6 separate regions of the Mus musculus genome follow, and all the other regions are linked to region 4. A link is a contact called in public promoter capture Hi-C data. All regions are on one chromosome and are shown on one strand. Each heading gives the region's core, a stretch centred on a gene start, on an enhancer-like site or on the middle of the called end of the contact. The rest is flanking DNA. Distances are from core to core; before and after follow the strand shown. Region 1 overlaps Plxna4 (plexin A4). Region 2 has its middle 120 kb from the start of Gm32007. Region 3 overlaps Chchd3 (coiled-coil-helix-coiled-coil-helix domain containing 3). Region 4 holds the start of Lrguk (leucine-rich repeats and guanylate kinase domain containing). Region 5 overlaps Chchd3 (coiled-coil-helix-coiled-coil-helix domain containing 3). Region 6 holds the start of Plxna4os1 (plexin A4, opposite strand 1).

What was found. Promoter capture Hi-C pulls out the DNA fragments that hold promoters and counts their contacts.
Region 1: a contact with region 4 is called in a promoter capture Hi-C map of liver, with 3 times the contacts expected there. The contact joins the enhancer-like site here to the promoter of Lrguk in region 4. A contact is called at or near these places in 6 of 39 promoter capture datasets (the 3T3-L1 cell line, embryonic stem cells, hippocampal neurons and 2 more).
Region 2: a contact with region 4 is called in a promoter capture Hi-C map of hippocampal neurons, with 6 times the contacts expected there. The contact joins the enhancer-like site here to the promoter of Lrguk in region 4. A contact is called at or near these places in 7 of 39 promoter capture datasets (the C10 cell line, frontonasal cranial neural crest, hippocampal neurons and 2 more) and 1 of 115 datasets of contacts at active chromatin or transcription factors (embryonic stem cells).
Region 3: a contact with region 4 is called in a promoter capture Hi-C map of hippocampal neurons, with 4 times the contacts expected there. The contact joins the enhancer-like site here to the promoter of Lrguk in region 4. A contact is called at or near these places in 12 of 39 promoter capture datasets (the 3T3-L1 cell line, 3T3-L1-derived adipocytes, the C10 cell line and 7 more) and 1 of 9 other capture datasets (liver).
Region 5: a contact with region 4 is called in a promoter capture Hi-C map of the C10 cell line, with 6 times the contacts expected there. The contact joins the enhancer-like site here to the promoter of Lrguk in region 4. A contact is called at or near these places in 6 of 39 promoter capture datasets (the 3T3-L1 cell line, the C10 cell line, hippocampal neurons and 3 more) and 1 of 9 other capture datasets (liver).
Region 6: a contact with region 4 is called in a promoter capture Hi-C map of liver, with 4 times the contacts expected there. The contact joins the promoter of Plxna4os1 here to the promoter of Lrguk in region 4. A contact is called at or near these places in 8 of 39 promoter capture datasets (the 3T3-L1 cell line, 3T3-L1-derived adipocytes, the C10 cell line and 3 more), 1 of 115 datasets of contacts at active chromatin or transcription factors (astrocytes) and 1 of 9 other capture datasets (embryonic stem cells).

What each region holds. Positions count from the first base shown.
Region 1 is chr6:32,394,132-32,398,555 of GRCm38.p6, forward strand. All of the region lies in intron 3 of Plxna4 (plexin A4), which reads right to left. Among named protein-coding and RNA genes, the nearest start is that of Plxna4os1, 110 kb to the right of the region's middle. Within about 2 kb of position 3,165, at least 92 of the 459 cell types and tissues checked have an H3K27ac peak or open chromatin away from gene starts, as enhancers often do. A contact at or near this core is called in liver, where this site is marked.
Region 2 is chr6:32,778,849-32,783,564 of GRCm38.p6, forward strand. No RefSeq gene overlaps it. Among named protein-coding and RNA genes, the nearest start is that of Gm32007, 120 kb to the left of the region's middle. Within about 2 kb of position 2,048, at least 48 of the 459 cell types and tissues checked have an H3K27ac peak or open chromatin away from gene starts, as enhancers often do. A contact at or near this core is called in hippocampal neurons, where this site is marked.
Region 3 is chr6:33,002,316-33,006,687 of GRCm38.p6, forward strand. The region is part of intron 3 of Chchd3 (coiled-coil-helix-coiled-coil-helix domain containing 3); the gene reads right to left. Among named protein-coding and RNA genes, the nearest start is that of Chchd3, 56 kb to the right of the region's middle. Within about 2 kb of position 2,581, at least 10 of the 459 cell types and tissues checked have an H3K27ac peak or open chromatin away from gene starts, as enhancers often do. A contact at or near this core is called in hippocampal neurons, where this site is marked.
Region 4 is chr6:34,026,289-34,031,293 of GRCm38.p6, forward strand. Lrguk (leucine-rich repeats and guanylate kinase domain containing) reads left to right here and starts at 3,160. Exons shown (of 20, transcript NM_028886.1): 1 at 3,160-3,465. The coding sequence starts at 3,169. Gm38786 (a long non-coding RNA gene) reads right to left here and starts at 3,436. Exons shown (of 4, transcript XR_868961.1): 1 at 3,352-3,436.
Region 5 is chr6:32,939,241-32,943,722 of GRCm38.p6, forward strand. All of the region lies in intron 4 of Chchd3 (coiled-coil-helix-coiled-coil-helix domain containing 3), which reads right to left. Among named protein-coding and RNA genes, the nearest start is that of Chchd3, 120 kb to the right of the region's middle. Within about 2 kb of position 1,316, at least 8 of the 459 cell types and tissues checked have an H3K27ac peak or open chromatin away from gene starts, as enhancers often do.
Region 6 is chr6:32,509,691-32,514,519 of GRCm38.p6, forward strand. Plxna4os1 (plexin A4, opposite strand 1) reads left to right here and starts at 1,451. Exons shown (of 2, transcript NR_040277.1): 1 at 1,451-1,755; 2 at 4,283-4,829. All of the region lies in intron 2 of Plxna4 (plexin A4), which reads right to left.

The DNA of each region.
Region 1 (4,424 bases), core at 1,915-4,414, 1.6 Mb before region 4:
ACAGGCATGTTCCACTATGACTAGCATAATTTCAGTTTCTAAAATGCTAAGTGATGTTGAAATGTATACCTAAATGATGAAAATCTACAGTTGGTTCCTGCAGAAATCACCACTAATTCAAAGGACTTGACTGTTTGCAAGGCTCTTGCTAAATATTTGTGAATTGTTTTCTAAGAGCATTGCACTAGTTAGAATTCCCACAGCCACGCTTCAATGCAAACAAAGCCAGTTTTGAAGCACACCTCTGGGAATCATTTATCAACAACTGCTTATGATGTTGTTCAGCTCCTTCACGGTCCCTACTTTACCTGTCTCTCTGTACCTGCCAAGGGCCTGCACCGAATCTCAATCCCAAGGATGCAGACCATCAAACATGGGAGTGCCCACTCCAATAAGGTCCCCATCCTGGGGACTCATGGCAGTGAAACCTGACCCATCCGTGTCTACCTTTGAGGAACATTCTAGTAAGAATGGTATCTATACCTCACAGGAACCATCTACGTGTAGTGTGGTGCTTCCTAGCAGACACACAGATCTATAGCCTTTTGACTTGTGTTCAGGTGCTGTGGTCTCTAATTTTATACTTTTATCCTGAATTTTAAAAAGATGTTTTACTATAGCTATTTATTTTGTGCACATGCATGTTTGTATATACACAGATACAGTGTGTGTGTGCACGCACGCACGCACGCACGTGTAGGTCAGAGCTTGTTCTTTCTGTTTATCATTTGACTCCAGGAGGTCTGGCTCAGGTTATCAAGCTCAGCGGGTAGCCTTTACCTGCTGAGCATTCTTACCAGCCCTCTCTTATGTTCTTATTTTATGTTCTTTCCTAGTGACCTAGTAGAAATCATGAGAGGATGTGACACCAAGGATTCCCACCTCCTTAGCCACTCACTTCCCCAGCTTTCTTCACAGAGAATTTCAGAACTGTGCCAGACATCAGCCCTGCAGAAGACATTACTGGCATGTCATTACAACAAGATGTAAGAAAAGAGATTGTGTGTGTGTGTGTGTGTGTGTGTGTGTGTGTGTGTGTGTGTGTGGTGTATTAGGAAAGAACACAGCCTCTGCCTTTATGTTTGGCCTCAGCATGCATCTCTGCCCCCCACCCTCCACCTCTAGAGACTGGTGTGATTGTGAGCCCTAGGTTAGTTGTGTAATGCCACTGCAGTAAGTTGGGTTCCTTCATTCCCTGCCCCAGTGTCCAGATGACTGGCCATAGAAGCCATAAAGAGATGAGATCCCTGCATCTCTAAGGAAAGCAGTGAGCCAAGTCTGAGAGATGTCTGTATTCCAGAGAGGGCGTCAACTAACCTTGTACATGGAAACACCAGAAAAGGTGACTGTGCCTACACTCCAGTGTCCACGTGACCCACAGGGTGCCTAGGGCAGGGACAGTAGACCAGTTACTTAACCAAAGGAAGCAGAGAGACAGCGACAGAATCCTTCCCCCTTCCCACGGACTCAGACATGATCATGATGCAAGCCTGGATCACGCTGGGGACGACGCTGGCTTGTCGGTTCCAGTTTCAACATCCAAGGTCAATACCACAGTAAGTTCATGAAGTTTGACTTCTCCATGGAGGTGACAGTTGGAGACAGACCCACAGAGAAACTGTTGGTGAGTGGAACCTGGGGCTACCTGCCTCTGAAGGGAAGGGCAGGGCGAGGTTAGTACCAGGCCAAGAAAAGATGCCTTCAAGTATCTTAGCAGACATGGGGCATAGCACACAGAAGTATCCTCAAAACCCCTAACTCCCTTGCTTTCCCTTTTCAGGAAATGTGTATGCTGAAGTTGAGCTTCACACAATGTTGTGAGTCCCTGGTTAATGAGGTCACTGCCATGGGCCAGATCCTGAGTCAATCAGAGAGCTTAGCATATGACCCTGGGTCTGTGCATCACACCTAACCCCAGGAACTGGTTTAGTAAAGCTGGGTAGTGACCTGAGTTCTAAATAGCCAGAGGGAACAGGAGGCTCACAGCTATACCAGCCTCTAGAGCTGGGCGGGCAGACACTCATGCTGACACCAATTTTACATGTGTTCTTGCCTAGTACAGCAGAACACCACCCCCAGTTAGTCCAATCACCTTTCCTTTGTCTGGTTGTAACCACAAGCTAGCAACGTTCATCTTCTTCACTGGAAAAAAACACTAGAAGCACCACCATATGTAGAATCTCTTTTTATATAAAAGGGGGAAAGCATGAACGTACACAGATGCACACCCATGTGTACACACACACACACGAGTTTCTCAATGGCACATCCTCCTGTGACCAACATGATACCTCACTCACAAATTACACAAACTGAAGGATGAAGCAGTGTAGGATCATCCAATAAATCATAAGCACACATCAAAATCTAACCCCTCAACTAAACCTGGGCCTGATCAACATCATATCAGTTTTGAATGCTGGAGTGGTTGATCTGCAAATGATGTGAGATCATTTGGAGCATAGTTATTCACCACTGATCCCTTTGCTCTCTGAGTGATTGTACTTTAATTAACATTTAGTAAAGATTGTGAGATCATCCATGAAGCGGCTCTATGTAGGGGATTCCCTGAAGCTCAGAAGAGAAAGGCAAAAAGAACCCCGTCTATTGACAGGCAATGAAAGCTGGGCACAGTGGTGTACAACAGCAATCTCAGCACTTGGGAAGATGGAGAAAGGATTGTGAGTTTAAGAGCAGCCTGGGCTATTTAGTGAGACTCAGTCTCAAAAAACAAAACAAAGCAAGCAAACAAACAAAAAGCCTAGATGATTGACCAACAACTGACTGACTGACTGACTGACTGGCTGACTGACTGACTGACTGACTGACTGACTGGCTGACTGACTGACTGGCTGGCTGAATGACTAAATATTAGAAGGGTCTATCAGCTCTTCCACTCAGGACCAGACATCAAGGCTGGAGAATGGGAGGAAGAAGGCAAGTTTGAAAGAAGACCCGCCAGTCCTGCCAGTCCTCACTCCCCGGGGTCATCCCACCAGGGCTGGCCAGTATGCCTGACAGCTCACAGTAGTCCAAGAGCAACAAAGACCTCCTCTGCTGAGAGAAAACCAGACTATGTTTTTGTCTCTAGCCACTCCCCCAGCAGCCCGGGTCCTGCCAAAGGACTGCAGGTCAAGCCTGGGAGAGCTCCAGCTGGCCCGGTTCCCCTCATAACTGCACTTGGCTTCATTAACCCAGCCCTCCCCTTCCAGCCAGTGGGGCAGGAAGCCTTCTCTGGGCCTGTTTTTCAGCCTGTTTTTTCTCTCTCTCAGAAGTGGGGCAGATGGTTGCCACAGTAGAAGGAGAGCCCGCTGGGAAGGGAGAGAGTGAGCTGCCCAGGTTTGGGATGGCACCTCAGGGCTTTGCACACAGGTGACCTGGCACCCAGTCTCCTGGCATTTCCTGGCACAGCCCTCCTGATAAGCTTAACCTTTGTCTGAGATCACTGGAATTCTGCCTCAGAAAAGGAAACACTGAACTGAGCGTGGAAAACAGGGGGAGATGGGATGATGCCAAAAACCTTGCTGGAAATCCTTAGCAGGGATTACCGTCTCCAGGATATGTTGCCCTAGACAGGGTACTTTTGTCCGGGAGCTCAGAACATCTGAAAGTCTCAGAGGTATTCTCTAACCCGAGGCTTCTCAAACTTTCTGTGGTAGAGAGCCATTTGGTGAAAATTTTCCAGTCTTTCGTAGAAGGATACATTTGTCAAATACCAAGCAAATGACTAGAAAAAATAAAATAGCAAATGACAGCATGCAAATTCATTGGGCATACCCCCTGATCCCGAACAATATCGAAGTGCTGTGTGCATTTCCAAGTCTTCACCCTCTGATATCTGCCCTGAACAGACCATTAACACATTGTTCACAGACCATACTTCGGTCTAGTCTAGACTCAGTATATGGTTCAAGTACCCAGAGCTTCGGAGCGCATTAGAAATGCCCAATCTCATGTGTCACCCAAGACCTACTTAGTGAGAATTTTGCATTCTCGAAAAGCACACCCCCCACCGAGTAGTTTTGAGTATGATACCCACCATTTGAGATATGGTGGAATTGAGCAGGCTCATTGTTTAATGCACTACAAAAGGTTTTTTCACACTCAACTTAGAGATGTCTTTGAGTAAAAAAGGTACTTTGTGTTAAAGCATCTTAGCAGAGGGGCTAAAGGAATGGCTCCGTCGGCAAAGAGCTCCTCTTTAAAAGATAAGGCTTGAACCCTAGGACACATGTGACATAAAGCCAGGCATGGTGGCATATGCTTATAATCCCAGCATTGGGGAAGTGGAGACAAGCAGATCGCTGTGGGTTGCTGGCAGCCAGCCTGACCTACTTGGCAACTACCAGGCCAATAGGAGACTCTGGAGATGGAGAGCAGGGCAAAGAGGGAGAGATAAAAAAAAGTGAATGAACAAGGTAGAT
Region 2 (4,716 bases), core at 798-3,297, 1.2 Mb before region 4:
TGTGTTGAGATTAAAGGCCTAATCTTGACTAAGGACATGATAAACTTCACCAGGGAGATTACTAAACATTGGTGTTTTAATTATTTTTTGTGTTGCTGTGATAAAATATCTAACAACGGCAACTTAGGGTTAATTTTGGCTCATGGTCTGAAGGTGTACTAGTCATGGCAGAGAAAGCATGACGGCAGGAGCATGAACCAGCTGGTCAATGTTGCACACATTGCCCAGGCAGGAAGTAGAGCCTGAACACCGATTCTCAACTCTTTCTCTTTTGATTCAGTCTGGGCCCCCAACCACCCTGGATGGCGTCATCCACATTCAAGGCGAGCCTTCCCTCTTCCGCCAAACCTTTCAAGAAACGGCCTCACTGACGTGCCTGGAGATGTGCTTGCATGATGGGTCTACATCTTGTCAAGTTGGCCATAAAGAGTCACTGCCATAGCTAGTAAGCCCCAGATCCTTGCTAAGGATGAAGCTAGCCCGGGGCAGATGCCCTGACGGGAGACACTGCATCTTTATCACAGGTCCATATCAGTCAAAAACTTTCCAAGGAAAGGTTCAGGAAACCCAATCCAAGCACACGAAAGAGAAGGAAAACAAGCGACACTCTTCTAACAGGAAGTCCCAAGCAAGCCTTGTTAACTCTGTAGCTTAACATCATGATACAGCAAGCGGTTCCCATCGTTTTTCCCTGTTGCCTTCTTTGTCTAGCTTCTGTCTTCAGGATCACAACGTGGCCACCGAAGCACAGATCTTGTATACTCACGCTGTGATGTCTGTGGCCACGAGAGGAAATAGACTCCAACCTCATTCACACCTCTTTTTTTTTTTTTTAACATTTCCAGAAACATGAGGCAGACTTCCCTCCCTCCTCATTGGCTAGCATAATATCACATGCACGGCCCCAAGCCAATCACTGGCAAGGGAAGTAGAATTACCATTTTGGCTTAGAATCGTAATGAAGATTCTTTGCTGGGTTGGGGAAAGGTGGTTGCTTCCTAAGAGACTTAGTCACCCTCACAAACTCAAGATCTGTCAGGAGGGAAAGTGTTAACTTTTAGGGAGGTGACAATGAACAGTATTTATTGCACCCTGCAGCGAGAGATTATGGAAAGAACCGGAAGAGCTTGGCCCTTCACCCCACCCCCTACAGATTTATAGAGATTTCCCTGTAGGATATTATAGACTGCCTGTAACCTTTTTAGTGCCCTGTAATCCTCACATAGGACATTATTTATGTGTCTTCAAGCTGTCTATAAAACAAAGGATTGGCTTATGTTCTCGTGACTCTAAAAGGCTGTCAGGGCCAAATAGATTGTTCTAGAAGTCTGGGGGCATTAGAGGGTGAAGGAGAAATCCATGGACAGCCAGGCTCGGGCAACAGGAAGATGGTGGCATTTTGGGCAACAGAATGTTCCAAGAGTAAGGAATAGGTTGGGGAGGTTTGAAGGCTAGGTACAAATAATTAGCAGTTCAGGACAACTTGAGATTGTGGTCACAATTACGCAGGAAAAATGTATAGATTTATGGGACTTCGATTTCTTTCTTTTCGTCCTTCTTCCTCCGTCCCTCCGTCCCTCCCTCCGTCCCTCCCTCCTTCCCTTCCTTCCTTCCTTCCTTCCTTCTGAAGGCAGGTGGCCGAAGCTGCGCTGGTGATATTTCACGCAGCCCTACTCGGGGCTGCTTTGTATCTGTGTTATTGAGCAGCCTAGCTTCGAAAACCAATACACCAGTAACAAATTGCTAGAGTAGAGGCGGAAAATTCCAGCCCAACTGCTACATTCCTTCCCATCTTTCACCTCAGAAGACCTTGAGAACCTAGCAGGCACGTGGCCCTGAGAGCTTTATTTAGCACGGCTGGGCTCTGGGCCCGGTACCCCAGTGGCCCACCTGGGGCCCGCTGAGTGGCTGCACCTGGGACACCCTCCGGTGGCAGACACAGTGGGCGCACAGCTCAGCCGCCTCTCAGTCTCTGGCTTCCTGGGTGGCAGGAGGAGGGAGGGAGCTCCACGCAGTCGCACAGATGTCTTGGAACTCAAGGGAAGTAAAAAAAGGAAGTAGGGAAATTGTCTGACAGACCCCAACGAGCAAAATTAGCATCAGCCACAGGCTGGAGGCTCTGCAGTCATTTTCCCTCTGCCTGAAACCTCAGGAAGTTTGCTGCAGCACTCATGACAGAGGGTAAGGTGAGGAAGAGTAGGGGCTTCGATTGGTTCGGCCCACAGAATTATACTCTACAAACGCGTACTAGACAAGAGGTGGGGGGCAGGGGAGCGGCGTTTAAGCAATTGGAACTCTCAAGGGCTATAGAATAGAACCAGGCTGGGCTGCGCAAAAGGGGACTTTGAAAGTAGGTGGGAGAAAGCCTTCTGCAGAGGGAAGGATTAAGGTCCAGTTTACGAGCTGTGAGACTCTGAACAAATTATGTAAACTCCAAGCCCCAGTTTCCCTATCTGAAAATGGGAATAATAGGATTACTGGGACGGGAGGTGGTGGACATAAATATTCTGTGCAGAGAGATGGCTTGGAGCAGGGCTTACTGAAATTGTCATCGAGTGTGGCAATCCTTGATGTAGGAACAACCCAAACTTGTGCATATTTATTTTCAATCCTTGTTATCATAAAATGTAAGCTGTAAATATGAATCTCAACAAATTATTAGAAATTAAATATACCAGCCAGGCATGGAAATGCATGTCTGTGACCTTGGCTATTCGGGAGGCTGGGCAGGGGGGAGGGAATTGCTCACACTCATAAAATCCAGACGTTCCAAGACAGCCCTAGAGAGTAGTGAGACCTCAAGCAAACAGACTGAGTACTCAAAGACTTGAACCATCAGCAGGACCTGGAGCCCCATCCCCTTACTCCCATGGATGGAAACTGCACACACACAGTAAGGTCATTGCTATTCATTAGTGATGATTTTTGGTTTTGAAATAGAGTTGCTACAAAAGCATCCTTTACCCACACTACCCACAAATCTACAGAGTTTGTCTTTTCTTTGGGGGGGGGGGCATCTCACATAGCCCAGGCTTTAGCTGTGTAGCCAAGGGTAAGAAACTTTAGATCCTCTGGCCTTCATGCCCAAAGTGCTGGATTACAGGTGTGCATCACTAGGTTTCATACGGTGCTACGGCTCAAACCCAGAGCCTAAAGCATATTAGTAAGTACTCTACCAATCGAGCTCTGTTCTCAGCTCCAGCAGTGGACTTGTGTTCAACAGCATCGTCTGTGTGTATGTGTGTAGCCATAGTCCACCCATTTGTATTACTGTGCGTGACTGTATAATATTCCATACACCTCGGTCTTCCTACCCTTCCAGTTTCTATTTGCAAGCTAGCTGTCGTGACTTGTGCTACTTGAATGTGCCAGGTAGGAGACTCATAGATCAGATGTCACATATGTCCTGTTTTAATAGAGTTGCTCACATTGATTGTGCCGACCCCCCATTTTCACACATCCCAGCCAATAGTCAGCATTTCCCATCTTCTTTCTACCATTCTGAAGGATAAGCAGAAGCTAATGAGTAATGTTGCTAATGCTTTTCATATGCTTGTCACTTATTTATATCCTGTAGCTAGGCTTGGTGGCTCACATCTGTAACTCTAGCACTTGGATGCTAAGGCAGGAGGCTCAAGAGTTCAAGACCAGGCATGGCTACATATTCACTTTGAGGCCCCCCTGGGCTACATGAAACTTGTCTCCAAAATCCAGCTGACCAAAGAAGCAGAAGTCCTAACATTTTAACATTTCATAGTATGCCCATGGTAGCCTCTTGCCCATTTTTCTGCTCAGCTCTGTTTCTTCCTGATTTATAAATACTCTTTGTATATTCAGGATATGAGTCTTTTGTTGGCTGTGTTTCACAAATATATCTCTGTTAAGCTTGCCTGTTCATTCTCTTCATGGTGCCGTGATGAACAACAGTCTCAGGGTTGTGACTAATTCCATTTCCTTTATGATTTAAGAAAACACAAAAGAAGCATTTCTCTTCCCTGAGACCATGGTACTATTCTATGGTGTATTTTAGAAGCTGTAATACTTATTTAACCGACAGTTGTCATCAAAATGAGAAAAAAATTGTATTTATTGACCTCTAACTTACCTACTCTCTATTCTGCTAATTCTGATTTTAAACCAATATTTGGGTTTCTTTGCTTTGTGTTCCTCTCAGTTTTCATGATAGTGATGCCTTGGAAGTTGCAGGGCAGTTATTTTGGCAGCAGTGTCTCACTTGCCTGGGTCTGATGTGTCCCCAGACTGGATGCTTTCTTACAGGGGTCACAGGGACACACCTGAGGAGATCCGAATGGATCCCTGACTGCCATACAGTGCTGATCACTTGGTTTACAATTTATTGGCTTCACTCAGCTCATTGCAAGCTTCCTGTTTCTTTTGTGGCTTGTCAGTTGGGCTGCAGCCACTGCTAAGCTGGGAGGTTTGGCTGTGGCTTGAGTCTGCTCTCCAGGATTCATGTGTCCCCAGTACAGTGATATGAGAAAGAGCTGTCACCGAGGTCACTGCCCTTAGAGGGAATTGTGGTGCTTCTCATGGGACCCATGTTAGTTCTTCTGAGGGTTATCAGTAGAAGGCGGCTGCCTCTCCCTCTGTGCTCTGTCTTCCTTCTCTTGCACGTGCTCTACCCATGATGCCATCTGCTACATAGGCTCTCACCACACCTTTGTCACTGCTGGCACTATGCTGTTTGGACTTTCT
Region 3 (4,372 bases), core at 1,331-3,830, 1.0 Mb before region 4:
GGCCAGACACAGGGGATACAGTACACAGCTGCTACACTGACCCAGGTCTTCCCTGAGCCTCTGAATAGTAACAACTGTTTCTTTGTCCATGCCAGCGTGACTGACATGAAAAACTACTTGCTACAGATTGCTTAAGTTTATAGCCAAACTCTTTTTATGATAGATAGGTCTTGTAAGTACTAGTCCTCAACATTAATAGCCCTCAGAGCTTCTTATTGTCTTTGACTTACTACATATCTATAAACTGCATATACGTTGAAGTCGTAGTTTTTATAATCTTATAACTTGCATATGACAGAAAGAGTATGAATATTACACTAAATTAAAATAAAAATTTGTAGTCATTGGGTAATATAAAATTATAAAGATACAATTTAATTTTTCTTTTATTTAATATAAGATATAACTATGCAATACTCAGCCACATGCATTAATATTAGTAACTTTTCACAAATATTAAAAAAATAATCTGCAGCAAGCCCACTTTATTAAGAAAAGATGCTTTGCCGGGCATGGTGGCGCACGCCTTTAATCCTTTAATCAGAAGGCAGAGGCAGGCAGATTTCTGAGTTCGAGGCCGGCCTGGTCTACAAAATGAGTTCCAGGACAGCCAGGGCTATACAGAGAAACCCTGTCTCGAAAAAACCAATCAATCAATCAATCAATCAATCAATAAATGCCCTGTCTCGAAAAGACCAATCAATCAATCAATCAATCAATAAAAAGAAAAGATGTTATGTTGGCTAATAGTTCTGGAGATTCAAGGCCACAGCACCCAACTTAACTTCATTGCACTAAAGCTACTGCTGACACCATCTCAGAAAGAACATACATGAAACAGTGAGGTCACAGAGAGCAGCCTGGCCTGGTTGGATTTCACAGCAGCTCACTGCTGCAAGCCACCATGGGTCCCATGAGACCACCTTAGTTATTCTCAGGATGTGAGGGGCAGTACCTCCCTGCTGTCCACAGCCTATGCACATATATTTTTCTAGGTCCCTCTCAAAGCTTCTGTCACCTCCCACCTTACAACATCAGAAGCCAAGTCTCCAACACAGGAACTTTGGGGGACAAACTATATTCAAGCCCTGTCTCTTCCAGAAAGACAGTTCTAGTCAGTATTTTCCAGGCCTGGTGATTCATTCCATTGAAAACTATCTGTGAGTATTTTCTGATTTTAGAGATAGAACTTTAGTACATGACTACTTACATAGCTTAAACATGGCCATAACTCACAAATCTGTTTGTCTAGCCAACTCTTCCCTCCCCTGTCTTTCACCTTTTTCCTCCAAAGGCTGGATGTATCTGATAATAAAGTCAGAACATATTAAACAGAATGGGTTTAGACAGAACGTAACATTACCATGAGTTTCACTATCACAATGAACTAAAAGATACAAGAATGTCTCATGTCCCAATTCTGGCTTCCATACCACTATCAATGGGAAAAGTAAGTGAACTATGTTATGCTTTCAAGGAGACAACTGATAAAATTTATGATTAATTTATTTAACTAAATTAAGCTCCAATGGATCTAATATAATTTTCCAAATTACTAAAACTGAGGACAAATCTCAACTGATAGCCATTTAAAAATAGCAGGCAGGGAGTCTCTCAGTTGACAGACAGCTAGCTTCACAACTGGATGCCGACTCCTTTTTCCTTCCTGATTTCTTGAAGAAAGGTTATTAAAGCAAAACACTTTCACTTGCCTTTATAGGTAAAGAGGTGAAATTTGAATGCCAAGGGTCAAAGGTCAGGAGTAGTCACATTTTTCTTGCTGTCAGAGATTGGCTTTTGGAGGCAGGACGAGGGGAAGTAAACCACATCTTAGAAGATTGTGTTCAAACTGTAGCCTGTCCTTGTGTGTTGTGCCCTTGTGACATTGGTGTGCGGTAGCTGCCAAAGCAGTATGGCCAACCTCAGCCTACATACACAACAGACTGTCCCAGGAAAAACAGGCTGGCTCCTGTGGACCCTCAGCAGCAGACCAAATGACTGTTGCATCTATTAGATGTTTTAATGAGCTCATGCAAATTAGACAAAAGAATTTAAGCATGGAGGCTCATCATCTGTAATTTAGAAGCATGATCAGAAAACTACCCCAGTGCCCACAGATCCACAGTACAGTGAATGGAAAGTCCATGTTCAGATGTGGTTGTTTGGTTTTGGTTTTAATTAGAATATAACACAGGTTGCTGCAAAACTTGTACTCAGCTCTGCTGTCACTATGGTACTAACAAGAAATGTCTCATGGGGAAAGCCAGCACAAAGGAACAGAACCTAAAAGAAGTGGGGGTAAATTCTGAGTGGCTAGAAATCTCTTCAGCTTACATGACTTTGTCTAAATGTGTGTGCCATGACTAGTCAGAACAGCAGAGAAAGGGCATCTGCTCTGGGAGGAAGGCAGGGCAAGCCTGCCAAGGTGCCATGCAATCTGATGGATCTCATAGTCTGGCCTGCAGATGGGCTGATTTTACCAACACATATTTTTCCACACTCTCACATGCCTAATGTACCTCCTGACTGCAGAGAGGCAGTCCTGCCTCGGGTGTCATCGCCTGCACAGAGCATCAAAATTTGCAGAAGTGGTGTCAGCAGCTTGGAAAACTCCCAGAAGTGGCAGTGGAGCAATCCCTTAAGGAATGCTATGTTGCCACGGTTTTGAGGATGCTGAATATGATACTACATGGGAAAACCAGGACATCAGGACTGAGCAAATGAATGGAAGGAGTGAAGCCCAGTGTGCAAAGGCCTGAAAGAGGCTTGAATCCTGGGACCTCACTGTTGGCACAACTGGCATTTTAGCCATGAAATGCTTTTTGTCGGGGACAAAAGGTAGCAAAGAGCCCATCTTAAGAATTACATGATCTTTAGCAGCATCTTGGGTACCATCTACTAGATATGATTTGACAGGTGTGACAGCCAAAAATGTCTCTAAACATTGTCAAATGTCCCCTGGAGACCAAAATGCCCCCCAGTTAAGAACCACCACCTTAACCAGTTTATTTTGCTTACAGGAAGAATTTTTTTTTCAAAATTAGTCTTAATGAGGTATTTTAATAAGAAAATCAAAGAGATGAAACATTGGATCATAATCTGCAGCCATTTTCTTTTCTCAGTAGAACATCTTGAAATCAACGGCATCTTCAACTCAGGTAGATTCTACCACCCACTTCCCTTTAAGGAGCCCTCATCTGTGTCTCCTGCTGAGAAATGGCTTCCTTTCTCCTGCAGTCTTAGCCAGTTCCAATTTTCCCTAGCTAGTGGTTTTTCTGTCTTCCTTTTTGAACTATCAGGCTTCCCAAGTTAACCACAGTTAAGATTTGATCTTTTGGTCCAAAGAAATCTCCCTGAAATAAGGTGATGAGTTAAGCTGTCCTGACAGAAGACAGCTCTGCTGCACAGTTCACCAGCCTGTTGACTATTTCTTGCTTCTCCTCACCACTCAGACCTGGCAGAGCACAGATACAAGTGCGTATTCCTGGATTGTCTCTGGTTTTGAATGAGCTTTAAAATTTGCTCAAGGAAAAGATTGCACTTAAAGAGTTGACCATTTTCACCACACAGAAATAGGGACACTTGAGAAGAGAGCAGGGCGCAACATGGCTGAACATTACACAGTGCACATGTCATTAGAACATTCAATACTCTGCATCAATTAAGAACTAGTATGTGGAGTTATAATAATTCTACAAAGAAATATATCACTTTTTGGAAATTAATTTCAATGTCCTCAAACATATGTATTTGAAATTTACTTGTCTGTGTATCTTTGTTTGGATCTCATACACTTGAGAACTGGTAGACAATTCTGTGTGCATTTGAGGAAAAAGAAAAACCTAGGCCATCAGGACTTGTGCAGGTGACAATGTAGGAGTATGGAGAACCACTCTGAAGAAAAGCTTACAATAAGCCTTCACTCAAACTTAGGCAACAGACACACCAATGCCTAAATGCACTGCTACTCGAAGATGCCGCTTTTAGAAGACTGAACGGAAAGCTTTCTTAATGCTTGTGCTAAAGTTTCTTCGCTGATGAAGAACAAAAAAGGAAGAAGGTGGGGAAAGCTATTGATTCAGTCAAGTATCATATAGAACACACACTTTTCGCCAAGATTTGACAGCTGGAGGGTTGTTATAAAGAAAGCTTCAAACAAAACATTTTTAAAGAAAAAAATAATAACATAATAGCTGCTCTACCCTCTGCTCTCTAAAACGGTGACAGAAAATGAACCCCTTATCAAGAGTCATTTGTCCAGGTTACAGCTAGGTGCCAACTCCATCCCACCTGAGGCATGGAGGGGCCCTCACATTCCTGTTTGTTCATCTCCTCGGCCCTTTCCCTTTCACGGCCAGAGCAGAGCACATGG
Region 4 (5,005 bases), core at 1,910-4,409:
ATCACCATGTGGTTGCTGGGAATTAAACTTGGGACCTCTGGAAGAACAGTCAGTGCTCTTACCCGCTGAGACATCTCTCCAGCTCCAACCAGTTTATTTTTATGATGAGTATTTTGGTGAAGTTTTATCTTGTTCTCTCTCTCTCTCTCTCTCTCTCTCTCTCTCTCTCTCTCTCTCCTCTCCTCTCCTCTCCTCTCTTTCTCTCCCCTGCTTGCTTGCTTTCTTTCTTTCTTTCTTTCTTTCTTTCTTTCTTTCTTTCTTTCCTTCCTTCTTTCTCTTTCTTTCTTTCTTTCTTTCTTTCTTTCTTTCTTTCTTTCTTTCTTTCTCTCCCTTTCCTTCCTTATTCTCTTTCTTTCTCTCTCTCCCCCTCCCTCCCTCTTTTTCTTCATTCTTTTTCTCTCTATCTCTTTCTTTCTTTCTGAAAAAGTTGTAGCTTTGGCAGTGCTGCTCAGTCTACATTAGGTGTCTTGCACTGTTCCCGACCCCCATCCTGCCTTAGGCCAATTGTTGACCTCCCTGGAGCTTCAGTGGACCGACCCATCAAGTGAAAGTAAAGGTAGGTATGGAGATAAAAAGGCCAAATACACATCAGTATCATAAGCCAATCGTTAGGTCTTAATATGTTGTAGTAAATTAGCCTGTTTTGTCTCTGAAAGGAATATTAAATATCAGCCTTCTCTACCAGCTCCTTTACAACTATAAAACCTGTGTTTAGGACAAGGAATTCAGATCTTTTATCTCTCCAACCCAGTAAGACTTTTACATAAACGTTTTAATAGCACCAACCCAGTAAGCCCCTGCTACATTCTCAGATTAAAGTCATTGACTTCCTTTCACCTTCATTTCTCTAGCTTTGATTTTAAAAAACTATCCAATCTTGAGAGCCTGAAGTCAGACTCCAGCCAGTGGAAAAAAGACAGTTGCCACCATCAAGTGGACTTCCTGTCTCTGTGCCTTCATTCTCTCTAAATCATCCTCCTGAAAAAGAGTAACATTTTGCTTTGTTGAGACGCTTCAGATGGAGTGGTGGGCTCTGTCTTTGGGACCTCAAAGTTACTTCGAACAGTCTCTAACTTAGCAAGTCTATGTCACAATTCCTTATCTTGTGGATTCTGAATATGGTTGCCATCTTTAACTCTGATTGACTTGAATAATTACTGATGTCATTTATTGTTTCTGCCACACTCCTTCCCATTTAGCTCCTGAGTAAACAACACAAAGACATCAGAATTCATTAACAAGCTACAAACCTAAACTGGGCAGGTTCTGACACTATGACAACCCAATGAGGCTATTAATAACCAGATGAATATACCCACTGCTTGCCAACTGAGTCTTGTTTTGTTTCATGTGTGGCCTCAGGGTGAGCTTCTCTTGGCCACATGATCATGGGCCATCCTGCCTCATGGAGTCCTCCTTCTTCCTTTACCTTTTTCCTTCTCCTTGTAGTCCCTACCTAAGACCCCCTACTCCATTTCAAGTTCTGCCTTCCTCTCTCTCCTTCCCAGTCTTGGGCTCTAGCCTTTTATTGTCCAAGCAGAGATTGGGGAGAATTCTTTATAGCACATTGGTCAATACAATGCCCACGTCTAGACTGAAATGTGACCTTGGGACACAGAACAAGCATCTGAATGCACAGTTCACGAGACCAACTCCAACAAATAAACTCTCCCCAGCCTGTTTCATTCTAGTCCTTGTAGGGCAAACATGTTTTTCATGTTTTGAAATTATTCTTTGACAGATCCTAACTCTACCATCAAACATTTTTCTCAGTAGATTGCCGTTAGCAAAGTTCCCTCTGCTACAAATGCTGATTAAGTTATTGAAGACACACATAGGGTTTGCGTTTTTATAATTTCTGCAAGAGCAGAGCGAACACTCTAGTCTTCTTAGTTAGGTGGATCCAGACCCTAAGGCAATGAGGTTGGAGAGAAATCCCTTGTCAAAATCGGTACCCACTAGGAAAAGAAATAACAGGCAAGGCAAACCTAGCAGAGAGATACTTTCATTGCGCCCTTTCCAGTTACGAGCCGCAAGATAATGAAGGAAGGTAATTCTGAAAGCTTTATGTCAGTTTTAATGGTCCCTCAAGCACTAAGAAAGATAATAGTCAATGGATGGTGTCCATAAGAATTTTTTCTCCTTTTCCCCTGACAGCCATTGATAGGATCATTTTGTATTTGTAATGGCTGTCACTGAAGCATGGAGAAATGGCCCAGTAAGGCCAGAGGATGAAGACAACTTCCCTGTCAGGATCTCTGTTGTCATTGCTATGGCAATAATAGTTGCTACAGTTCTCGTTCTGTTTTTCTATAGCATGTCTATTTTGTGGAGCTTAAGGCTATAGGATTTGGGTTTCATAAAATCACACTAGCAGAATGCCATGCCTTTTCTAATCCTTCAAGAAGAACATTTGATAAAACTATTCAGCAGGATGAAAATAATTACAGATGCAGGTCACTTGACTAATTATTGATGGAATACTAACCTCTTCACAGGGGTTCAGATACACTACAATTAGTTTGATTTATTTTCCTTTTCTCTCCTCCCTTTCCCTTCCTTCCCTTCCCCAATCTGCCCCTCTGGTCCCACTGCTAGCTTTTTTCTTCCCAAGGACCAGACTCAGAGTTGGACAGGTATGTAAATTAACTACAAATGAGCTCTTAAAATCCTTTGGTAGTTTCTCTTCATTATCTACAATGAAAGGAAAAGGAGAGGAGTCAGGTCTTTTCAATCTTCTATGTCACGGCCTCATCTCCTCCCACGGCGCTGTGCATAGTGTTAAATTTCATCTTTACTAGCTTTCCGACCGACAGAATTAGGGATGTCAAATGCTTCCAAAGTTCGATGGTGTGAATGAAGCCAGACTGGAGATGCTTGTGTGAATGTTATCAAATGTGAGGTGAACAAGCTCAAAGAAGGACAGGCAGCAAGAAGACAAAGAAAGTGGGTGGAGAAAAGGGATTAAAAGTACATGCAAAAAGGAACAACACTAGCCACTGAACGTAAAGAGGAAAATAAAAGAAGCAGCAGAACGCTGCAAAAGTGAACGCCAATGGAGACCTTGACAGAATGTGCAAGTACGGAAGCTTGGACTACAGCCCCCCAGAGTTCCTTGCAGCGCCGCGGGCCATGACGTCAGTCTCCTAGGCAACGCGTATAAACAAGATGGCGGCCTTCGAGCGAAATCCCTCGAGATGGAAAGGCACCCGTTTCAGGCGGGGTTTGGGCGCCTCTCGCATTGCAGCCCAGGCGATACTGTCGCTCACAGAAAAACAAAGTCAGGGCCGTTGGCCTTCTTTCCCCCTGGGTCTGAAGTCAAAAGGGACTTTCAGAAGCGCCTCCTCTTACCTCCTCCACCAGCTCATCCACCGCTCTCATGAGGCAGAAGCGGAGCAAGAAGAGAAGCAACAGGAGGACGGAGAATCTGAAGAGTCAGAGGAGTCCGAAATGCAGAATTTGGAGGTGTGCCTCCCCCCCTCCCCAACCCGCACCCCAGTCTCAGGCATCCTCCAGCCGCTCAACCTGGCTGCCTCAGCGGCAGCTTGCTTCTGCCTTCTCTAGCCCTGGGCTCAGCCCACTCCACTCTAGCCAGAGGGCAAGGGCTTTTCTTTGCTGCTTATTTTTATTCCCCCATTTCTCGTGTGCTTCACCTCCTGTCTTGGAGAAAGGGGGTGAAACCCTCCAAATATTTACTTTCTTTTCCTAGTTTCTTATCTGTCAGATTACACACTGTTATAACGGGGGGAAAAAAATCAGTGTACCAGTATGGGTTTAATGCTTTCAAAATTACGCATTGACAAAATTATGCGGGCCATTCATCTTCTTCCTTCCTCCAGGGTGGTTTAAAAAAAAATCCCAATGCTCTGCTGAAGACGAAATAATGTATACGTTTTATATGTTACTTCTGCTCGGGGTATTTGTGTGCCTATTTAAGCACTCCCACTCTTTCTGGTTAGAAGGGAGCCACAGCATGATCAGAGAGAGCCAGCTCACCCCTAGTTGGCAGAGTTTGGCTTATGGGGAGCGTTCCCAACGCTCTTAACTATTTTCCTAATCTCCTGATTCCACTTCCCTTCCCCACTTGACTGTATTCCCACACACCGACTGTCCTTCCTCATCCCTTCGCTTCCTTCCACCTTGCATTCCCTTACTCCTAGTATTGGCTTCTATTTATTGTGCTTTTTCAAAATCGTAGGTTGATCTGTTTCCCTCTCATACCCAGTTAGGCTTTTCTCTCTGTCATAGCTACTCAGAACCAACATCTTTCTTGATTTCACTTCTTGCCTTTTTTCGCTGCTCCCCCTTCTTTTCCCTCAGCTTCTTCACAAGCCACCTTTCTCCCCCTGTCAAACATGGCTCCTGGTTTGCCTTCTTTCTTGTCCTTCCTGCCTCTGACCTCCCGTTACTCCACTTCTGCCCTCCTTTCCCTGGGCTCTTGTCTCTAATGCCCTTTCCTGCACTTGGAATATTTGGCCTATTTCCCCCCTCATCCCTCTTTTTGTTTTTCCTAGTCTACATCTTTCTTCCTGGGCTGGTTGCATTCTAACGTTGCTTGAAGTTGGCTATAGCAGTGTGCTGGCAATGGCGTTCTTGCCATTCTCACCCGGCACTGAGAGGCAGAGATAGGGTGATTGTCGTGAGTTAGAGGTTAGCCTGGTCTACACACCCAGTTTCTGATTAGCTAGAAACACTGATAGAACCACACAGTGAGACCGTGCCTTAACAATAACGATGATGATGATGATGATGGTGATGCTGGTGATGATGATGAAGATAATGATAACAAACAACCAAAAAGGCCATCATTTATTTTATTCTCCCTTTGTTGGTTAATTTTCCACCTTCAGCTGAGACTACGACAAACCGTAGCTGTGTTTGTGCTCCTTCGAAATGTTTGTGTGGTTTCCACCATCTTCCACCCCAGAGGAATTCACAAATGAACCACCAGCATTACTTATGATTCTAATTAGCACAGGCTCCTTGGATATGAGTTCATTAGCGC
Region 5 (4,482 bases), core at 66-2,565, 1.1 Mb before region 4:
CAATTATCTGGCATCCCTTGGAAAGGGAGTGCTTCAGGTAAGTACATTTTCTATACAACTGAGGCCCTCCCTTCATGCACCCTAAGTCCCTGATTAAATCTGTAGCCATCTGTAAGGGAAGTCCTTCCTCAGAGAACAAGCTGAGTGCTGGAGCGCAGACTGTTTGGGCTCTGTTTTTCAGAGAAACCAAGGCCATCACTAGAAGCCTGTACCACTTTCTGTGTTTTTCATTTGTCTCTCCCTTCTGGGTCATTTTCTCCATGTGACAGCATCTACCTCAGACTACACGAATACATACATATATATATATATATATATATATATATATATATATATATGTGTGTGTGTGTGTGTGTGTGTGTGTGTGTGTGTGTGTGTATACATGCATGTATATAAACACTGTGTATATATAAATATTTTACATATATAATCTACAGGTTATCAACAGGACTTAGCATGAGGGCATAAAGTAAAAAGCAAGTGCTTTGTTGAACAGATTTCATTTTTATTCAGAAGCAGACCAGAAGAAATATTGTTCCAACCACCCTGTCAGTTTGTATTTTCAAAAGAATTGAAAATAAGAGAAGTTTTAGACCCAGGGCAGGACCCTGCATTCAAGATTAGTTCTACTATAGGCAAAGAAACCACCTTCCTAATGGCCAATGCCCTGTCAAAAGACTTCAAAGCAGGCACTTCTGTGCTTTGCTCAGGGCATGCACATATATGTTTTTATTCACTGCTACAGTTCTAGCTCTTAAGTGTTAGGTTCTGTGTGTTAAATATAACAAAGAGGATATAGTGGCCATAGCTCCTGAGTTCTGTCCTTTCATATGCTACTTTATCTTAGCTAAGAATTAGCTAAGGTAACGACACACAAGAGCATTTCTTAGAATTATGTCATCCTTGAAGACTGCACATAGACCAAGGCACTTGTTTCTTAGACTTCTTAGAGCTACAGTTACGGCCTCAGCATTCACACCTGTGCTGGATTCTCAAGCCATCTTCAAGCTGATGGAGACTCCCAGCTGATCAGCATAACCACACTTCAGTTCAAACAAGGCTTTCCTGACCTCTTCAAAATATCCCCACTAAAACTATCAACCACTCAGAGGAACCGCCACTCCAGGCTTGGACCTGCGAGCGTCTGTTCTGCTGCACACACACGTAACTTGAGAACCGGCTCTCTCGTCACAAACTTTATCAGCTTCATCCTCTTCTTGACAAACTGTGTCTGTCTCTGAAACCCAACCACAGCAATAAGACCTCCCACTTGCTGGTAATAATAGGCTCCTTACACTGCTAGCGACAGCAAGAACTAGAAGCACAGAACTGCTTGCTGCTTACATGCCACCTGCTCCGCTGCTTTTCCAATCGTTCGAGGGAAGTCTGGGTTGCTTAGATGTTCGATAAGGGAAGCAGCCTAGTCAGGGGATGCCATGGACAGGACAGGAGATTGTGAACAAGACCTCGGAGACTGACTCAGTCCTCGAACTACTGCAGTGGAGCTGAGGGACCTCACAGCAGTAATAATTTAGTGCAGGATTTCAGGGGCTGAGGGGTGTCTTAATGATAGGACACTTCCCTGGCATGTGTGAAGGTCTCAGTTTGACCCACACCACCACCACCAGGGAAGGAGGAGACAGGATATTGACAGACCTCTTGTGACTTCTCAGAGCAACTCCTTGAAGTATCTAAGTTTATTTGACAAGGAAAGTGAGCACACAAAGGCTGAACTGTTCTCCAGGAATCTAGTTAGTAGTTAAATTAAGAAACAAGACATTCTGGTCTTGCTGTTCCTAGGAGGACTCCAGTCCTATAGTCATTGACTAGAAATTGCCAGGCCTAATATATTTCTCTAATGAAGAAGGAATAGAAAGGGAACAGAAAGTGGAATGCTACTGCATATATTTAAAAAAAAAAAAAAAAAGGTCTACATCAACTAGTTTATCATCCTTGATACACTTGATACAGACAGGAACCAGGAGTGCTATAAATTATTTATGATATGCAACAGTCTAATGGAGTATAAAATAGATTCCTTTTTTCACAGTTAGTAAAAGTTGTGGGATTCTTAATGTTGTCATATCCAGATGGAGCATGTATCCTACCTATCCTGACTTTTGACAGAAGCATCAATTTTCTAAATTGTTCTCTAACAACTGTAAGTTAAGGAAGAAAGAAAATTACTCGCGATGTTAATAATTGCAATTCTCTGAAGACTTTAAAGAAACCACTGTAATTTTACATTATTGAATCCTGTGGCTTTCTACGGTAGGAGAATTTTCAGACAGCTTCCTCTCTTACTATATTAAAACAAGATATCTCCACACAAACACTAAATAACTGCAAACAGTACAATGAGACCTAGACCAGGAGGGGCAAGGAGGAGCTGCACAGGAGTGCCAAACAGGGAGAGAAGATGTTGCCACACAATTCCTCTCAACAGCAAACCACGGGAATAGAACAGCTGGCTAAATGAACTTTACAGGTATACAGACCATAGCTCCATGCTATGTATGGTCTACAAGGAGACATCGGATGAGGTGCAGTACTCTGCCTGTTACAAGACACCCAACCATTCACAATAATAAAGGAGTGAACTATAAACCAAGAGAAAGGGACTCCACCAAACAATGCCCACCCCAAGAAAAAAAGGAAGAGGGGATTACTATGAACAGAACCTATGAAGAATAACCACCAGTATATCTAAATACTAGAAGATAAAAAACTTCAACTTGTGTATACACTCCAGACATTGCCGAAAGGTTCTTGAAACCTAAGAAGAAAACCAAGTGCCTTGAGTACTAAAATGATCAAGGAACAGAGAGCAGTGTTCATTTGGAATAGATAGATCATACTAGCACGGCAATTCTGTCTGGAGAATTGCCTTGACAAATATTTCTAATCCTGTGAGTCTACAATAAATAACAGTGGTCAAAGCACTGGCAACTGTGCCAATTCAACAGAATTTTAAGATCAGAAACTACCTTAATTCTACATTAAGTAAAATGATCAAGACAAATATAAGAAGAATGGATAAATTACTTATTTAAAAAACTGATGCTGGCAAAACTTTGTACAAACACCTAGTGAGACACCATATGCTAAAATAAACACAGGAAGGAAAAAAAATATGGGGCTAGAGAGGGCTCCACAGGTAGTTAATAGCTCTGGCCCCTCTCCTGAAAACCCAGGTCCCATTTCCAGCATTCAAATGGAGCTTAACAATCATCTACAACTCCAGTTTGGAAGATCTAAAACCCTCTTCTTGACTTCCATGGACACTGTACAAATGTGGTGCAATACACATGCAGACAAACAATCCATATACATGAAATAAAATAAAAACTAAAATTTAATCTGAAATAAAACAGTATCAAATAAACCTTAATTATAAACAAACCCTACCAAAAATATAAAAACAATAAAGCAAAGATGTAGCCCATCTGACATATATCAAGTCAAACTCACAAATACGAAGAGTAGGAGGCAAATAAAAAATATTTTAAAACGACAAAGTGGAGTGGGGCATGGTGATGCACACCTTTAATGCCAGCACTTGGGAGGCAGAAACAAGCAGTCCTCTGTGAGTTCAAGGCCTGCCTGGCTACAAAGAAAGCTGCAGGACAGCCACAGCTGCTACACAGAGAAACCATGTCTCATAAAAAGCAAGCAACCAACCAACCGTTAAATACATAATAGATGAGAGATAGATAGAAAGAAAAATTAATAAGCAATTCAAGTTATCAGTATGTGATGCTTGTCTCTCATATCAACCACAAATGAAACAGAGTTATAATACCCAATCCTGAAAGGAGGGTAAGGAATCGGACATACTCTCACACTGCTAACAGGATTATAAACTGACAGAAATGTTTCTTTAGACATATATGAAAATATGCATTTATATATTTGCCTGTATGAAGAATGATTGTATCAAATATATTCTTTCACCTAATAATTTTACTGGTCAAAGGCATTATTTTCTTTGGCATTTTAATAAATTTGAAAAAAATAGAAATTGTCAGAACACCCCAAAAGAGAAAGAAGTAGTCAAACATCCAAATATCCAACATACACACATTAAAAATGTCACAGGAGAATAAATAATAGGAAGTGAAATTCACAATGTACTACTACAATAAAAGACTTTAGAATACCTTGGAATTAGAAAATGAGCCCAAATTATTTATACCTCTTCCATCCAATCCATCTAATTACTAAAAATACACACATATAAAACACATATGTGCATATATACATACATATATTACATGAACATAAATATACACATTGAAAACAAATCATACATAGAAAACATAAACCACACTTACTACAACTTACAGGATTTATACATGAGGTTTTTCAAATCCATTACTAAATTTTCTACAATAAACATTTAATTGTATCTAATTAATGTCAATTGTATCTAATGTAAATGTCAATTATTTTTCACAATTTTTTTTACTGTAAGGCTCCTTT
Region 6 (4,829 bases), core at 201-2,700, 1.5 Mb before region 4:
GCATAGAGAAAGGAAGACAGGCCAGCAAACAAGCACATCCTAGGGACTAAGACACCGAATGCAACCTCAGTTATATACAGTCCAAACCTCTCCAAAGAAGATAATGATGGTGTAAATCCATCAATAAACCACGGGGACAGTATAACCAGAAGTGGGGGTGCAGGGTGGGGTTGGGATCATTTGCATTCATCAAGGGGTTCTAAGGGCCTTCCCTTACTTTCTAATAACATCGGTGTGTTTCTTTTTTGCTTTTTATGGAATATATACTGTCTCACCAACTCCTTCCTTAGCATAAAATTAGAGCAGAAGGGGAACTGTTTACTGGCCTTTTGATAGTTCATGAGCAGGTGCTGGCTGAGGCCCAAAGGTCAGGACTCCCTGGCCAGCATCCTTGCCAAGATACCACCCTGTGTAGATGAAATGAATTAAAGGGAACTCTACATCTGGGGTGATTGGTGAGGTACATTCATGTGTTGATGGATAAGATGTCCAACATCCCATTTCAGTCTGTGCTATGCCCACTGAATGAGTCTCATGTGTACAAATACACATACACACTTGTATACGTATGAGAGAGAAATATCACCGTGTTCATGGCTGAGGGTCCTGTGTGAGCAGGAGAGGAAAGAAGCCACAAAGATAAAACAGAGGTGATGAAACATGAAGATAGTGGTTTAGAGCAAGACAAGGAGAAGCAACAAGAGGGGAGATGGACACACGGAAGTTGTGTGCACATGCGGGCATATTTACCAGTGTGCATGACATTGTGCCGAACCTGCAAAGTAATGTCTCAGCAGGGTGAGGATCCATGTCCTTAAGTCATAGCTCAGAAACTTATAGACTGAGTCTCTTGAATGTGTCTGTTTTAAAATTTGTGTGATTCTTGGGTCCCCCCCCCCCAATACACACACACACACTGACCTGCTGGCCTCCCAAGTGGCATCTTGGGAGAACACCATACGCCAACCTTGGACTTCCTCCCACCAGATCTAGCTCATCCCCCAGGACTTGGCCATCATCACATGACCTCAAAAGATCCAGATGGGACTTCTACTGCAATTCCTCCTGACCAAGAATGCCTTTAGACCTGGATGCCTAGTACTGGAGCTACATTGTGGGGAGACATGGGGGTGGGCAGGGAGGGAACTTCTGTCTTGGGGTTGCCTTACCACTGGCATTTGAAGTTTAAATAAGGAAATTGTGTACTCAAAGGGCTTACAAGGAGTGAGGGCTTGCAATGTGTACCTATTTCACGAACTTGTTTAGTGGTTTGTAGTGTTGACAAGATTGGTTGGAATGAGAAGGGGGGCAGGGTGTGGAAGAGGAGGAGTTCCTGGACCAAGGGAGTGTGAGTGCCAAGCAAAGAGAGGAACCCTTGCCTCTCACCATAACAGGAAACAAACCCATGTAGTCAGAGTCCAGCTTCCTGCTGACAGAGAAACGAAAACAGCACAAGCAGACCGGCTGAGGCTGGCCTGGGACAGCTGCCTGGCTATTCCGGATGCTCGTTTTCACGGGGTTCAGGATCTCAGGCGCCAGGCAAACCTGAGTGACCAGCTATGCTGGGACACAAGGCCAGCATGAGTGCAAGGGGATAACCCTGCCTACTTCCTAGGACTACCTGCTGTGTCTGGGAATCAGTTGAATCACACAGCATGTAGGGATGGAGTCCTCCTTCATATCAACGGTGTATGCTGTTGGGCAGAAAGTGAAAATGAAGCTTGTTCTTGTACCTCTGGGACCCCCATGGAACTGGTAAGGCCAGTGGGTAAACCTTCAAGTCATATGGGAGCTTGGCCCAGCCATAGTTCTTCCAGAAAGGCCTCTGGAATCTTGGGAGAAGTTTGCAGACTGCATTAACTTGGAGAGTCCCATTTGTACCCAATACTCAGTGTCTAGGACCACACATTCCTAGATGGTCCTTGCACAGGAACCTTGCCAACCCAGACAAGTTCTACTGGCCTTGCACTGAGACATGCTATGGGAGAAGTAGTGGGCTTGAGATTCAGACACACAGTATGCTCTAGACTGTAGAACATACTTAGCATTAATTACATAATACTAACCTCAGTGCTTGACTCTCTGTCCCTCTATGCCCTTGGGGATTGGAGCCTGACTATTCTGTTGCTCTGTAGGACTCTGGGAACAATGAAAGAGGGGCATGAAGCACATTGCACACTGGCAGGGCAGGGCTATGCAAAGCTGTGGTGGTCCTCACCGTCTACCCCCAGTATGAGGGCCTGATAGGTGACTGGTGATGATTCAAAGTAAGAGTCCCTGCCCCATGGACCCACTTGTTTGTTGTTTGTTTGGTTTGGGTTGGGTTGGGTTGGGTTGGGTTTGGGTTTTTTGGTTTTGGGTTTTTTTTTTTCCTAGCAGAAGGTCACTCTGAGGTCAAAACTCACAGAGAAGAGGAAGTGGTCTGTATCCACTCTGTGTCTGCTTCCCACTATCAGCCCTAGACTGGTCCTGCCGGGTGCTTCTCAGCTGGTTTCAAACTCAGACTTCAGGAAATGGAGTGATAGACACTCCCTTGACTACAACCTTTGTCCCATCTACAGGGTGTAGTGATCCACTTCCCTTTCACATTCCTGGAGACTGAGGTCTTTCCTTGATCTTGGCCAGTCTGTTGCCTAGTTGCCTAAAACATTCCCAGGATTTAAGATGTTTTCTCTACTCCTTGACTTACTTGGAGCCAGAGGCTAGGGCTCTATAAGGGAACTCAGCAAACTAAAGAGGGAGAAGAATGTAGGGAGCCACGTCTAGGACAACCCCTAGACTCATGAAGGACACAGACCCTTAGCTCGCAACAATGTCCTCCCCAAAGTGGGCTGTCTATTTCATATTAGAACTGTCAAGTTTCTGTGGGAAAGGCTGGCCATCACAGAGTCCTAGCATAAGACAGAAAAGGTAGATTCTCGGTCCCATAGCCTTAGAGGTGTGTGCTCTATAAGCAGAGATTTGCAGAGACCCTTTGAAGTAGGCTACAAAGGGGGCCAGAGCCAGGATCAGTGGTGAGAAGCTACAGAAATACAAATTAAATCAAATTGGTTAACCCTCCTAGATGCCTTCCTAACAAATTGGCCTCAGGTTAGACTCCTTGAGTCCCAGCACAACCTAAGACCCCAGCCATATCTTTCTAGCTCTCTTATGCCTAGGCTCTCAATGAGATCTTCTGAGCATTGTATAGGTTCTACTGCCTTCATTATTAGGTCCTTTTTCCATTTGGATTAGAGATGAACAGGACACAGGAAAAGAAAGGCTCAGAAAGCAAAGTTGGAGGATGCTTCCATCCCCAAACACCTAAAGATGCCTCACCAGCTCCCACAGTGTCTATATCCAACACAGCCCAGGCACTGACACTTGCAAATGTTTCTATACTCATAGCCACTCAGTCATAGGAGACCACTCCTGGCCGTTCCCAGCCTCTCTTCTGACATGAATACAGCCAGTCTTCCTCGCCCATGGAGAAGCAGAAGCACCATTGAGTTCTCTGATAGTTGCAATCAGAAGGCTCTGGATTCATGAGTTAGGCAAGTGACCCAGGGTCAGACCACTCTCAGCTCTGAGTTCAGGAGAAGAAATATAGGTGTCAGGAAATGGAAAAGGCCATATAAGCTCAATAAATATCTTCTGATAGGCATTCTAATTTTCATAATCAGAATAAAGTGTATAATCAAAACAAATCTCTGGTCATATCCCCTTTGTAAACTCTCCAAGTTATAACTACAATAAAACCCACAGGTATTCCCACCCTCCAAACACAAACCCTTAAAGTCAACCTCTTAAGTTGTAGCCTCCTTTGGTTATCTCCAGCAACAGCAACTGCAATGATAAGTTTTATGTCAGCTTGACACAGCTAGATTGAAGAATTCTCAATAGAGTAAAGCCTCCATAAGATTCGCTTGTGAGCACATCAGTAGTGCATTATCTTGGTTGATGATTGATAAGGGAGGGCCTACCACCACTTCTAGGCTAGTGGTCCTGGGTGCTACACAAAGCCATCTGAGCAAGCCATAAGAGCAAGCCGCCTCCATGGCCTCTGAATTAGCTCTTGTTTCCACCCTGGCTTCCCTTAGTGATGGACTATGATATGGAACTGTGTGTTTGAATAAACCCCTTTCTCTCCAACTTACCTCTGATTGTGGCATTTATCTCAGTAATAGAAACTCTAACTAAGACACGGTCTGAGACTCGGTTCCCACTTTACAGACCCTGAGGGAGCTCCAGATTCAGAGCCAAAAGAAGATTCCAGAGTTCACCTTGTCCCTTCTGTCTCTAGACTGGAAGAAACAACAGAACTGGAGATGGGTCACAGGAAAGCAGGATGCCAACATAGCTGACACCGGGGACAGTGTGGCAGGACTGTCTGGCTGATGCTGACATTGTGTGCCCTCCGGGACATGTGTGGTCTGAGCTGAGCCCAAATGAATTGTAACCAGAGAGCCTGAGCAAAGGAACGTGGGTATCAAGCAAATCAAAGGAAACCGATACTGTGCATTAGAAGCTGGCCTGGCCTCCTTTAGCCTGGCTGGGAGACAGCCCTAGCCCTGTGCGCTTTCTGGCCTCCCCCTCCCTATTCTCAGCTCTGAACTCTCCTCTAACTTGAAAGAGCTAATTAAAGCCAAAAGAAAAAAAAATCAAAAGCTTGTTATCTGGCTCCATTACTCCCAGTCCTGGCATTGGTCTGCCTCGCCAAGCTGTACTCCCTCTGTTTGCTCCAAGGATACCGTGCAGTGTTAGGACCTACTGCTCTGTAGGCCTCTGTGGTGAACTTGGCTTTTGTATTACGGCAGAAGTGAGAACAGGATAGATACCAGTCAAATGGA